Linked DNA regions of Mus musculus: region 2 is linked to region 1. Evidence: chromatin contacts called from public capture Hi-C data. All regions are on one chromosome and are shown on one strand. The core of a region is the stretch at or near the end of the contact, and the rest is flanking DNA. Distances in the headings are between cores, read along the strand shown. Region 1 has its middle 25 kb from the start of Gm32590. Region 2 has its middle 220 kb from the start of Mir21c.

Evidence for each region. Capture Hi-C pulls out chosen DNA fragments and counts their contacts.
Region 2: a capture Hi-C map of bone marrow-derived macrophages shows a contact between it and region 1, with 3 times the contacts expected there. The contact joins two enhancer-like sites. A contact is called at or near these places in 1 of 484 Hi-C or Micro-C datasets (bone marrow-derived macrophages), 1 of 115 datasets of contacts at active chromatin or transcription factors (bone marrow-derived dendritic cells) and 1 of 9 other capture datasets (bone marrow-derived macrophages).

Annotation. Positions count from the first base shown.
Region 1 is chr8:127,827,374-127,834,367 of GRCm38.p6, reverse strand. No RefSeq gene overlaps it. Among named protein-coding and RNA genes, the nearest start is that of Gm32590, 25 kb to the right of the region's middle. Within about 2 kb of position 4,832, at least 19 of the 459 cell types and tissues checked have an H3K27ac peak or open chromatin away from gene starts, as enhancers often do. A contact at or near this core is called in bone marrow-derived macrophages, where this site is marked.
Region 2 is chr8:128,058,482-128,065,636 of GRCm38.p6, reverse strand. No RefSeq gene overlaps it. Among named protein-coding and RNA genes, the nearest start is that of Mir21c, 220 kb to the left of the region's middle. Within about 2 kb of position 5,581, at least 8 of the 459 cell types and tissues checked have an H3K27ac peak or open chromatin away from gene starts, as enhancers often do. A contact at or near this core is called in bone marrow-derived macrophages, where this site is marked.

The DNA of each region.
Region 1 (6,994 bases), core at 3,583-6,082:
GCCACTCCTTTCCAATGCCCTGACACTTCTTATGCATGTCAGATTGTTACCAAAAACATGATGAGCGACAATTTGCTAAGCGAGACTGTCTCAGCCAAGTAAAAAGGCTCTTTTCCCTCAATTTCAAAAACTCTATTAATCTGTGCTGATAACAACCTTCCCATCTTGAGAGTCTGGAAAAAAATTTCAAAACAATGCTATTGCCAAACCATGTGGTAAATTCCCTTTGGTGCTGCTACACAAGTATGAAGCTATTCCAACCAGACCTCCCATGCTTAGGGACTTTCCTCAGCCCCCTGATGTTCTGTAAGTCTCCACCACTCCTCTTCACAGAGCATGGCCAGCATCAGCTCCTCATCTCTGCAAAGCAGATTTAAAGACTGCATGCTTTCTTTCTTAAGTGCAGCCAGCTTGTTTTCTTCTCTTTTCTCCCTCTCTGCCTTCTTTTCTTCTGCTCCTTTTTCCTTTTTCTCCCCCTCCTTCCTCTCTTCATTTCTCCTTTCTCTTTCTTTCTCTCTCTCTCTGTCTGTGTGTGTATATGTGTAAATTAACATATACACAAAGAAGAGACAAAATAGGGAGACAGAAAAGCATCTCTCTCTATATATATACACATACACACACACACACATACATACACACATAGACATACATTATACATATACATACACATACATATACATTAAACTTGTTGAAAAACTTGTTCGTGTATACAATACATTCAACCAACTCACCCCCTTTTTTTAATCTCCCTTTCTACTTTGTCAACCCAACCCTCCTACAAATCCATTTCTTATATGCCTGTACTGGCTAGTTTTGTGTCAACTTGACACAGCTGGAGTTACCACAGAGAAAGGAGCTTCAGTTGAGGAAATGCCTCCATGAGATCCAGCTGTAAGGCATCTTCTCAATTAGTGATCAAGGGGGAAAGGCCCCTTGTGGGTAGAACCATCTCTGGGCTGGTAGTCTTGGGTTTTATAAGAGAGCAGGCTGAGCAAGCCAGGAGAAGCAAGCCAGTAAAGAACATCCCTCCATGGCCTCTGCATCAGCTCCTGCTTCCTGACCTGTTTGAGTTCCAGTCCTTATTTCCTTGGTGATAAACAGCAGCATGGAAGTGTAAGCCGAATAAACCCTTTCCTCCTCAACTTGCTTCTTGGTCATGATGTTTGTGCAGGAATAGAAACCCTGACTAAGACAATGCTCTCTTGTTTTATGGCAAACTGACTTACACCAAGGCCAAATGTGTGACTATGGGATTGCAACCACCCTCACCCCCAGAGCCTGGGGAATCCATCAGTGGATACATAACTGATGCCAATGAGTTCCCTCTCCCAGACTCTGTCAGTATCCAATAACTAACAGGACAGGTGGGACTCTGTGAGTCCTGCTGCCATCAAGACTGACTGTTGACAAGGCCGGTTTTGTATAGGCCTGGGCCAGGCAACAACATTTGCTGTTAGTTTACAATCACTATAGCTCCATCATACCCAAACATGGCATTTTGTTGCTCTACTCCCCATCATCTGGTTCTTACATTCTTCCCACCCCCTCTTCTACAATGTTCATTAAACATTAGGGGAGCTGTATATATCATGTTTAGGGCTGAACACGTGACCATCACTTAGTTTCAGCACCTTGAACAGTCATGGAGTGCAAAGAGAAAATTCTCTGATTAAAGCCAAGAGTAGCATAGACAAGGGCATTTAGAACGCAGTTTGTCTCTATGCCATTTTAGTTAAGCAACAGCAGCAAATCCCCACCTATGGTCTATGATTTCTGCAGCTGTATGTTGTTGACCAGGTTACAGTATCAAGCATAAGTTCTGAGTAGTCCTCAGATTCAATCTGAGAGAGGTTGTAACACCCACAACAGTGCTGCTGCTGTCCCACAGGTAAGCACATTTTGCATAAGAGGTTGGTATTGAAGTCAGTAGGATTCACAGCTGGGGATGAGCTGGCACCATCTCTGTCTTAGAAGGTATCTTCAACAGTGGGATCTTATCACCTAATTGTGCTAGGCAGCCAAGAGAACCATCAAGATCTTGTATTGTTTGGGGTTGGGGTGGAGCCTCTCTGACCAATCGTGCATAAGGGGTAGCATGCCTACATGCAGAACTGATATTTCTGTTTAGTTGACTCCGACCGCCAGAAGCAGCATTATCCAACCATGCAGTGTTTGTCCCTCCAAACTTTTAAAAAGTTATTACACACTGTAATTGGGTTACAAGATAGTAGTTTTCCATATGCTTTTTCAATAACCCCTTTGTTTTGGTTAGCCCTCACCCTCACATAATCTCCTCCATCTCCCCTCCCTGTTTAAGCCCTCCCACCCCAGGATTCACACTCTCTACTTTCATTTCTCTGTGTTCTCAAGAGATACATAATAGCATCTATATCTCAATAGAAAAGGGCGGTAAAATGAGAAGCAGAGAGTTTATAGCTATAACTCTCTTTTCAAAACAAAACAGAACAAAACACCAAGCTTAAGCAAGCATGGGTGACCACTATTCACATTTAAACAACACCAGAGACAATAATATTACCAGTCTTTTAGAATTTATTTTTTCTACTTTGGTTATTTTTATTGCATTTCATTTGTTTTAAAAACCCGTCTCTCTAAAAACAAACAAATAAAAAAATGAACTGAGAAGAGATCTGCTTGTGCGTTAGCAAGAATGAGAGTGGAGAAGACAGAAAACGCCCTCAGAGTTTGCTTCCATTCAGGGAGCACTGAGCTGCGTGAGACTGGAGCAGAGGTCAAGCCAGGAAAAATTTCTGGGAAGCAATATTAGCACAGAGCATCTAAGCAAAGCCTCTCTGTGGACTTTCCAGCAGATCTGTGGACCTTGCTCACTCGGGGACTGCTTGTTGCATCGTTGAATCACAGTCTATATAAGAAAACTGTTTTCTCAAGCTTCTCAATGAACAGAAGCTTAAGAAAGAGTATACTGGAGCCGGGCATGGTGGCACATGCCTTTAATCCCAGCACTTGGGAGGCAGAGGCAGGCAGATTTCTGAGTTCAAGGCCAGCCTGGTCTACAAAGTGAGTTCCAGGACAGCCAGGGCTATACAGAGAAACCCTGTCTCAAAAATAAAGAAAAAAGGAAAGAAAGAGAAAGGAGAGAGAGAGAGAGAGAGAGAGAGAGAGAGAGAGAGAGAGAGAGAGAGAGAGAGAGAGAGAGAGAGAGAAAGAAAGAAGAAAGAAAGAGTATACTGAAAATCTGCACTCAGCTGGGTGACTCTAGCTAGGAACAGTGTGGGGACAGGTACCAGGATGGTGAACTGAGGAGCTGGGAGTAGAAAGTACCAACTCTACCAGGAAGGGTCTTAGCTGCAGTGTTGAAGAGTTACACCACACCCCACTGTTGGGAAATGGGACAGCATGGTAGAGAGGTATAGGGTCCATCAGGGCTGTGGGAACTAAGGATTAGGAAAAGAAATTCAGAGATTCCCAGGGACTTAACAGCCAGGGACCACCTCTTCTGATGTTTGCTAAACCTTTCCCATTATCCCGCCCCCCCCTTTTATTAGGCTAAACTGTCATGCAACCCTGCAATGTACCTGACTCTACCTCCTCAGTTTGGGGATTACATGCATGCCAGAACAACCTACTGGTTTATGTGGCCCTGGAGGAGGGGCACAGGTCATTACCATGCTAGGCAAGCACTGTACCCGTTAAGCTAGGCTGGTTTGATGTTTCCCTTGGATGGGCATTTCTCATCTGAGAGGAGATGGGGGCCTCTGCACAGCTGCATATCATCAGCTGGTCCACTCTGATCTTCTCCCTGAACCAACAGAAGTCTTAACAGCTTTAGAAAAACTGGGTACAGCATTGGACCCTCCAACCATAACACTCCAGCTTCCCAGATGACCCCATGCTCTGTTCAAGAAGACGTTCAGTGGTTCTCACTTGAAAACAAATGTTGAGGCTTGGCAGGCCTCTCTGAAGATGGATCTGGATCCAGATCCTTAAGGCACACTCTCCTCCATCCTATGCCCTCATTTTCAGATGACAGAGCTCCCCTCTGGCCATCAGAGAATCACTATATCCCAGTACAGAACACCAAATGTCCTGGATGCCACAAGAAAGAAGATTTGCATAGTGGAAGGTTAGGAGGGGGAGTCAGGAGCTGGTGGCATTGGAAAGATTTAATATAAACACTTAGTGGTAGTGATAGGCCAACAGATAGATGGTGGCTCACATTTCTCCCCAAGCCTGTTTAAGTGAGTTTATCTGCACTAATAAGAAAGCTTACTCTAAGGGGAAGAAATAGTGAGAGATAGCTAGGATGGTTATCTTTACCAGGTCCACGGATAAAATAAAGCATGCTGCAGAACAAATGAGCAGACTCTCTCTTTGGCCAACAGGACTGTTATAGAAATAATCTCACAGTCTGTGAGGCTTCCCAGAGCTTGGTTTCTGTTCTACAGATGAGGAGAGGAACCAAAAATCTGTGTGGCAAATTTGTTTTTTCACATTGATCTTGTGTCAGCTTTCCATCATGTGACACAATGCCTCAGCTCAACAACCTAAAGGAAAGAGAAGTTTATGTGAGCTCATAGTTTCATAGTTTCCAGTCCATAGTTGCCTAGTAGTTTTGGGGTGTGGTGTCAAGCAGAACATGAAGGATGAGGGAGTAGTGGTAGAGACTGGTCCCCTTACACAGACAGAGAAAGGAAGGGAGTGGGAGATTAATAGAGGTGGGGAGGGGAGAGGAAGAGAAAAGGAAATAGAAGAGGAGGAGGCTGAGGGAATGAGAAGAGTAGAGAAACACCAGAAGTAAATAATCCCTTCAAACACTCTTCTCCTTCCTCCAATGAGGTCCCACTTCCCTAAGTTTCCACCACCTCCCTGTGTAGCTTTGAACTCATCAACAGACTGCTCCCTTAATGACATCTGAGCCTGGCAATCTGGTTGTTTTCCACAGATCCTACCCCTAAGCACTGCTACTGTGATAGCCATCAGCGTTTGAGTGTCAGGATGATTCACTCTGAGCCTTATCAAAACAAATTATTCGAACCTCAAATTTAAAGAGCGAGATTCTGGGAGCTCATTTACCCTTCTATTGGAATATAAATACTGTCAGGTAGAAATATCCAGCACATGCCATGATTCTATGTAGAAGTTACTGCTAGAGAAAAGATAGTTTAATACAACCTGGGATACTATGGAGTACAGAGAATTGTCTTTGGACCCCAAGTATTGGATTCCTTATGAAAGAAAAAAATCCATACATATGATTTGAGTTACCATCCTAATGGTGTGGTTTACAGGGTTTACATGAAACCAAAATCTTTACTATAGTTTGGATCTTAAACATCTGCTTAGTTCCTTGTGTAATGCACCCTGCCCCCAGAGGAGCTATTAGAAGTTGGTGGAACCTCTAAGAGTGAGAGCATAGAAGGAGGTCCTTCGATTAGTATGTGTGTGTGTGTGTGTGATGTGAAGATGGTAATGGGACCCTTGCTCTTATTGTCTGTGTGCTGTGCAGAGGGTAATGGGACCCTAGTCCCTGTTATGTGTGTGCTGTTTAGAAGGTGATGGGACCCTAGCCCCGTGTGTGTGTGTGTGTGTGTGTGTGCGCGCGCGCGCGCGCTGTGCAGAGGGTAATAATGGGACTCTAGCCCTTATCTGTTTCACTCTTTTGCTTCCTGATCATCAGATAAGGGGTGCTATTCAGTAGCACAATCCCACCTTGATGAGTTTCTCACTACAACCCCAAAAGCAACAGGGTCAATTGTTCATGAGCTAGGCCAGATAAAACCTTGAGTCAAAATAAACCTTTTCTCTTTTTGAGTTCATTGTCTCAGGTATTTGTACCAATGCTGGGGAACTAAGTAAGGCAATGCTGATCAAAACCGAAGCAACTTAAAATAGCTGGTAGCTCGTAGCTCAGCCATCTATACTAAGGAGAAAAGCCAAGGCAGTGAAAACATCTCGGGTTTGAGCTATTTTTCTCATAAGAGGGAGAGAAAAATGGAGCAATAAGCAGAAACAGGGACAAGCACAGAGATAAGAAAAAAAAATATTCTGTTCTCCATGGGCAAGCAGCTTCTCTGCGCCTCGCCCTTCAAACTAAGCCCAAATTCTGAATGTATGCACAGATAAAACAATAACTCTTCCTTCGCGTGTTTGATACATCCTAAAGTGTATGGATATGGCTACAGAAACATCTGTCTTCCACATCATCTGCCCATGGCTCCCCTTCGACTGAAATCTTGGATGGAACTAATGGCTGCAGTCATGCAAGCTCCTGCCTTCGGGGGGAAAGAGGTGAGAACACAGATATTAATACAGCGTCTGAGAAGCTGCTGGAAGCCAGCAGCTGACACTGCTTAATCTCATTGACTTACAAGGACCGGGTAGTTTTAAGTGAATTATGAAAGTGGTTAAGGGCTGGCTGGAGGAGAATGTTGGCAGGTATGGAAACCAGACTACTTGTGGCCACTTCTAATAAGGTTTCAGTTGACATGAGCCTGTGGTTAAGATGTCAGAAGGGCTCCCCCGGTACTGGGTTTTAGCCTTCTCCTTGCTGATGCCAAATCTGAGCCTGGCATGAGAACTGATTTTTATAGAGTAAAAGGCACCAACAGTCTATAAAGTTTTATAATCTGATTTCTACAACGTGACGCCAGCTGCTTAAATTTCCATCTTACGGAGAACACAGAAGGGAGGACCCCAAATGCAGAGACCGAGAATAGAACCGTTCCTCATCTTGCAGCAAGGCATGTTTATACGGTGTATAGACTTTCAGCCTGAAACAATCGGCAGCAAAATAAGAACTGGTCCTAGAGAGATAACTGGAGCTTGCAACATCGAGGCAATATTATTCATTGTGTTTTTATTCCTAAAGTCAAACTACACAGAGGTGAGAAAGAAAAAAAAACAGCATTATTAAAAATCACCTGCAAAATAGGCACCATCTATGCAAACAAGTGAACAATTGCACACTACTTTTGAGTCTGCCTCCTTATACAGTTAGAATCAGTAGCAC
Region 2 (7,155 bases), core at 4,332-6,831, 230 kb before region 1:
AGTGGATAACAGGGGGCCCACGGACAGTCTGGGAGGACATTGAAAAGCAAGTCTGCAGAGGTACAAAGAATATGTAGCCTTCCACAGAAAATATGGAGCAATGAATCTTCCCCACACCGACTCATGTCTGCCCCTCAGGCAGCACTGTAAGGCCCTTCTAGATTCTGTTTCTCCTCTCCTTGGAACAGGCAATTTCTTCTTTGGCTAGTTCTCCTCCAGAGGCAAGCCAGCTCAACAGAGCTGGGAAGCAAGCTCAAGACCCTGTTGGTCCCTAGGGTCCCTTTTAATATCACTTCTCCTTTTTGCTATTTCTCTTACCCTAACTTTGACCCCTTGATATGTGGACATCTGACAGGTCCATTCCAGGGAGGGATGACAGTATGCTCACCAGGCCAGGAAGGTTTGCATTTTTTAAAAGGCCTCATGGGGAGTGCAACTTCAGCACAGAGAGCAACTGCTGACTGCTGACGCAGGCATTTTGAGCATTAATCACAGAGTTATGGGTAAAGCAGAAGCCTTTCCTATACCCTTCCCATCTTACAGAGCTCCTCAGTGAGCTACTGTCCACATCACAGCCCAAAGGTGTTGATTGAGAGACATTTAAAATAGTCAAGGAGAACAGTACATGTCGAGAGAGAGAGAGAGAGAGAGAGAGAGAGAGAGAGAGAGAGATTTAAAAGTTGAGTTAAACAGTGTGAGTCTGGTTTGTAGAGATGGTTCAATCAATAAAGACCTTGTCACACAAGCACAAGAACATGACTTCAAACCTGAGCTGGAGAGACTGCGACAGAGACACAAGCAGATTATTAGATTACCTGCCACCCAGCTTATCTAGAACAGTGAACTCCAGGTTAGTGAGAGACCTCCTGTCTGAAAATATAAGGTGAAGAGTGACTGAAGAATGCATCCTGATATAAACTTTTGGCCTCTGCAAGTACTCACACATACGCAAACAAGCATATAACACACACACACACACAAACACACACACACAAGCACACACACACAAGGTATGGTGTTGAAGGTGAGAGTTCATATTCACTTTCAGCTAATGAGTTGATATTATTACTGCCTGTCTGGGTCTCACTTCCCCTGAGACATTCACGATATTATTAGAGGTAGGCATTATACCCTTTATGGCTCTATCACAAGTCATCCTGCAAAATGGCAGCTTAAAGCAACACCCACCATGAGTTTGGGCAGTTTCCAAATGGGCTTGGGTGGGCCCTGTATGCTCAATGGCTGGGCTCCAACTTGGCACTAACTTGGTGAGCAACAGAATGCTTGCAGATCACCATGGGCTCATGTGCATAGTACCATAGATGTTAGTTGGAGTATAGGAATGACTGGGCTATTGCCTTTCCTCATCTATCCACTTCTTTCAATAAATTTAATTCTCAGAAGGAACAAATCTGGTAGTATCAAAGGGGGTCATCACTGGAAGACCCAATTATATGTACAAAAACCAGGTAAACCTCCTTATCTGTGGTAGTATGCTCTAAGCCACACTACTAAATCCAATACACACCATGCTTTTTTCTATACATACCTATCATAAATGTAATTGTCTATACATATCTAAAACGTAATTGTCTGTGTCTGGACTCTTCCATTTAATACATCCACACTGCTGTTCGTTGAAAGTAAGGAAAGTCATCGATAAATGATGACCACAGCACTGTATGTACTTGGCTTCAGAGGAACAATCAACACAAATGTCCTATGAAATCATAACATGTAAGAATGAATACAGGCTGGGGTTCTCACTCAGTTGGTAGAGTGCTTGCCTAGCATGTACAAAGCCATGACTTCCATCCCCAGCACTGCATAAACTCAGTATGGTGTTGCATCCATTGGATCCTGCACTCAGGAGGCAGGGCTAGGAGGACCACAAGTTCAAAGTCATCCTTTACTACATAATGAGTTGGAGGTCAGCCTAGGCTATATAAGACCAGAAGTGTGGAAAAATGAAGGTGTCTGTATTGTTATTTGCATAGCCAAATTACAAAGAGGCAATTACCAACCCTCTAGTTCCATTATTTTGATAAAGAAAGATACTTCAATACTATAAAGATAATGTCATTTTAGAATAAATATTGGTCCTTACAGAAAATAAACAAAGATTTATTTATTTGTCTATCTGTCTATCTATCTATCTATCTATCTATCTATGTGAAAGCCATTCACACTACCATATAGGAAGTAGGTGAGAAAACAATGTTCAAGTCCTCCCAGCTCTGAAAGCCTTAGAATCTTCTGGCAAGACAGCCACCTCTTGAATGGCACAAATGTGTTATATATATATATATATATATATATATATATATATATATATATATATATTCACTTCTTTTTTTTTTTTTGCACCTTATAGCTACATTCTTGAGAGATAGGCAGTAGGTGAGCCAGGTGATGTGAGGGAGGTTGTTCCTCACTCCTGCCAGTGTTCCAGTTAAAGCAGCAGACAGAGATGGCTCTCTCTTGAACATCTGCCCACCAGAAGCTGAAATGAAACCTCTGCCAAATTCTGACACCATATGTTAGAGTTAGGTGCCCTCATTCAGAAATCACCTTTGGAGAGAACTCTAATTTTAGAGTGCAGAAATGACCCCCAGGCCCCACAGCTCTGTCCCTTTTCTTATGTATCATGCACTTGGAAGGCTGTCTTGTTAGCAATAGAACAGCATCAGCCCATCTCCTTCCCTTTCTAAGCAGACGGCGTCTCACTAGTCCAGATGTTCTTGATGGCAGCACTGAGGATCTGTGAGTTTTAGAAGATCTAGCAAGCTCCAAAGGATAGTTCCTTCATTCTCCACATGGCAACAAATTCCTACTTCAAATCGTGCTTGTTTAAACTATGATCTTCCCATCCAGGTACATCACTGTTAAGATGAGGAATCTGAGATTCTCAAACCTAAAATTACAGAGCAGGTGTTCACTGCTATACGGAATGATTTGTTCAAAACTCCTCTCAACGTAAGGTTCTGACTAAGGAAAAAGCCTGGTAGAAATTTCATGTTGTCTTTCATGGAACAAACTCTTAGCACAGCCCTCTCCCTCTGTCAGTCACTGCCTTTCAGTTCTCATATTTTTGGATGTGTGTGCAGGGGCACATATACACATATGTGTGTAGGGTGTGTGTGTGTGTGTGTGTGTGTGTGTGTGTGTGTGTGTGTGTGTGTGTGTGTGTAAAAGGTCAGCCTCAGTTGTCATTCCTCAGGAACTATCTCTCGTGCTTTTCAAACAGAATTGCTCACTAGCCTGGAGCTCATAATGAAGGCTAGTGAGCCCCAAGGACCTGCCTGTCTCTGCTTTCCCAGCAGGAGCTCATATCACCACACCCACCTTATCACGCAGGTCCTGAGAACTAGCTCATGTCCCTGTGCTTGGGCTACAGGCATCGTACTGAATGAGTCCTGTCCCAGCCTCTCTTCACTTTTTTTCCCCCTGACTATTCACAGAGAAAGCATTTCCCGATAATCAGAGGTTATCAGAACCTGACTCCTAGTAGCAATTTCTGGTTCATATGCCCAGGGGTCTGTTAGAGTGAATCACGGATTCATGAAGACGTGACCTCAGTAATTGGAAACCTAATCAAAGGGGTTTTCTCCTTCAAAGTTCTCACTCCAAGTTACTTCCTGTCTCCTGGCTCAGGTGTCACCCCTTTGAGTGAAGTTGTCGCTTGACTCGTTCATTTAAGCCACTGCCAGGTACCGTTTCCAGATAAGCAGACGATCCTAGCTGCGACAGGCTTGAATTAAACATCAAAAGATCACTTAGCCCTGTCTGTTGTTACAGGAATGGACTAGACAGTAAAAGACAGGCTTCAGAAGTATGTGCACTCTGCAGTGGTCCCCATCTCTCCACAGCTGATATACCCATCTGCCTTTTGCTTAGCTCCCATGGCCCCAAATTCCACTCTCAGTTAGCCCTTAGTAAACAGAAGGACTTCATTAGCTATTTGCAAAAATACATGTTTCTTTTGAACATATCAGATAAGAACTTAAATTCAATCGTTATATTCAATCTTTATTTTCTAAGTAAAATTTGTTACTTTTTATTCTACAACATGGGCCAGTCTTTCCACATCTGCCTATTATTATTATATCAAACCTGGGGTAGCTAGGCATTTATGTATGGATCAATAGCACATGGAAAGAAGGGGATAGCATAAATTACCTTCTTCGTACATGTTAGGGTCATTAGTTCCTGCTTCCTGTGAGTCCATTCTACTCTATCTGGTGTGAGATCTATTCAAGGGAGCATTAAGGTCTCAGCAGACTTGCCTGTCAGTTTAAACCAGAAACCATCTGTCTTAGTTAGGGTTTTACTGCTGAGAACAGACACCATGACCAAGGTAAGTCTTAAAAAGGACAACATTTGGGGCTGGGTTACAGGTTCAGAGGGTCAGTCCATTATCATCAAGGTGGGAACATAACAACATCTAGGCAGGCATGCATGGTGCAGGCATAGCTGAGAGTTCTACATCTTCTCCTGAAGCTTGCTAGTAGAAGAATTACTTCCAGGCAGCTAGGGTAAGGGTCTTAAGCCTATGCCCACAGTGAAACACTTATCCCAACAAGGCCACACCTCCTGATAGTGCCACTCCCTGGGTCAAACATATACAAACCATCACACCATCCAAAACACCCTTTTTGAAGTCAATTAGTTCTCACCACATTTTGAGGTAGACTAGCAAACACATAACTCAGGCAAGCTTCAAGCTGCTAAAGACTGATTTGGAACTTCAGATCTGTGCACCTCCTCCACATCCAAAAATGTTAGGAGGATTACAGGTGTATCATCATGCCTAGCTTAGAGTTATCTTTACTGCAGTTTACACATAAAATAATTGTGCAGATATATTGATCACATGGTTCATTTGTGACATCTTCAGCAGGTCTTCATAATGTGAGAAGAGAAAAGTTTTTGCTCTGAGGTTCTGACCAGGTGTCATCTTCCTGCCTCTTAGCCATGCCTCCTTCCAGGATGGCCCAAATTTGATATATCTATCACACAGGGGACACATTTCACTGCTCAGCAAATTGTCCCCAGGCTATTGTGAACAGATGACTTGAATTTACTATGCTGAGAAACCAGGTGATACATTCTCAGCATTTTGAGAGTGTTGGCAGTGGAAAGAGAGCTGCGGACAGTAACCGCTATGGTAGAGTGTCTTGGGGATATGTGTGATGGGGTGACCTTGAAAAGGAGGGAAGAATGCCGCAAGAAGCATGTTCACAATGAAGAGAGAAAGGAGACAGATCTGTCATCTGTGAGAGTAGAGAGGAGACTCATGGGGTGTACTTGATGGAAAGTTTTCCCAAGTTGGGAGGCCCCATTGGGTAAAATAGTAGAGTGAACCTGTGCCCTGGGACAGTCACTGACACCTTTGGCTTCTGGTGTGGGGTGCTTCTCATGCGATGCTGGCAGAAATGGAATCACTTGAGTAAGTAAAATCAAGCAAGATGTTTTCATCAGGGGAAAAAAAAATCACATGTCCTGGGTCAGCAAGATACTCAAAGATTCAGGAATAGAAAAGGGGAAGAAACCAGAAGTGGATGCTTTTGAAGCCATGGGGAGAGGAGGAAGCAGGGTGAGGATGAAAGGGAATCTAGACACTAGAAGGAAACAGACTTGGAGGAGCAGGGATGAAGATGGTAGATGATCACCTCTCTGTCACTTCAGTCTTGAGGGTGACCACCGCCACCCTCTGTGGCTCATCTGTCTCTGGGAGAATCCTTGAGTAGGGCATGGGGAACAGCGTTCACTCCCAGGAGCTTCCTGAATGGGCAGAGCTTGTTCTCTTCTCCACACTTCTCCATTCTCCACAGCACAGCTCACTCATGACTTTTCCCCAAATACCCTGTGCCGTCTCTCTCATCTCTCATCTCAAACCAAGAAATGAAACCACGAGCCCAGCTCCATCAAAGAATGAATACCTAACAAAGATTTAATTCTCACAGGTATCTCTGCTAAGGTAAAGGTCTTGTAAGCACACAGCCACCCTCCTGGGAACACTGGGGTCTTCATCTAAAGTCATGAGCCAATGGTTCTGTCCCATTGATGCTAAACCCAGAGATGAAAAAGAAACCTGGCCAGACTTGGAAGGTTACTGCCTGTAGCTCTTTACTTTGTATTTCTTTATTATTTTTTTAAATTTAATTTTCTTCAAACATCCACATATACATGCAAGTGGACATTCGCATGTCAGGGGTCAGTTCTGGGTGTCTTCCTCAATCATTTTCCACCTTGTGTTTTGGGACAGGGTTTCCTGTCTGTCTGGCACTTATTGCTTTTATTAGGTAGGGTAGATAGGTAGCACAAGAGATCCACCTGTCTCTGCCTCCTCAGTGCTGGGATTACAGGTATGTGTCACAATGGCTGTCCTTTATGTGGGTGCTGTGGATCAAACTCAGGTCCTCCTGCTTACGTAGCTAAGTACTTATCATTGAGCCACCTCCCAGCCCCTTCTCCTTTGCTCTTTTAAGGAACCCTCTCTCCTCTTTCCTGGAATATGAATCTTCATAGTGGTCCTTTTCCCTTCAATCTTTTATCAGCTGTCTATCTTAGATGGTAAGAGCACTCGTCTATAGTGCTTTCTGGGCTGACTGCAATAATTGTCTATGGAGCAATCTTAGCCCTCAGCCTGTGTTACCACACCTCCACTGCAGTCATCCATGAGATGGTGATTTTTCTATCATATGACCCTGCTAGGAGGCATGTCTGTCACTTGGGAGAGGTCATTAGGGATCCACACATAACTGGGATCTGTGCTGAGGGGACCACTCATATCATCCTATGTTTGGGAGAATTTATAAATTCTCGTGTATTTTAATAAACACTATTTTAGCCTATCTTTGCAACAACCCATGAGATAAGCACACATGATTTTTCTTTGCTGATGAGAAGAAATCTAATACCCAAGAAACATAATAAAGTATTCATCATCCCTGGCGCCCAGAACAGAATTCCACAGCCAGGGTGACTTAAACAGAAAAGCACAGCCTCTATTGCCATCTTCCAGATGCTCCACAGTGCAAGGCAGGGATGAAGGAAATTCTGAGAACACGAATCAGGGTAGCCCTGGGGAATTTGCCCGTCTGGGTCCTGTGGTGGGGGAGTAGGGGGCGGCTAGACACTTCCACATCCATC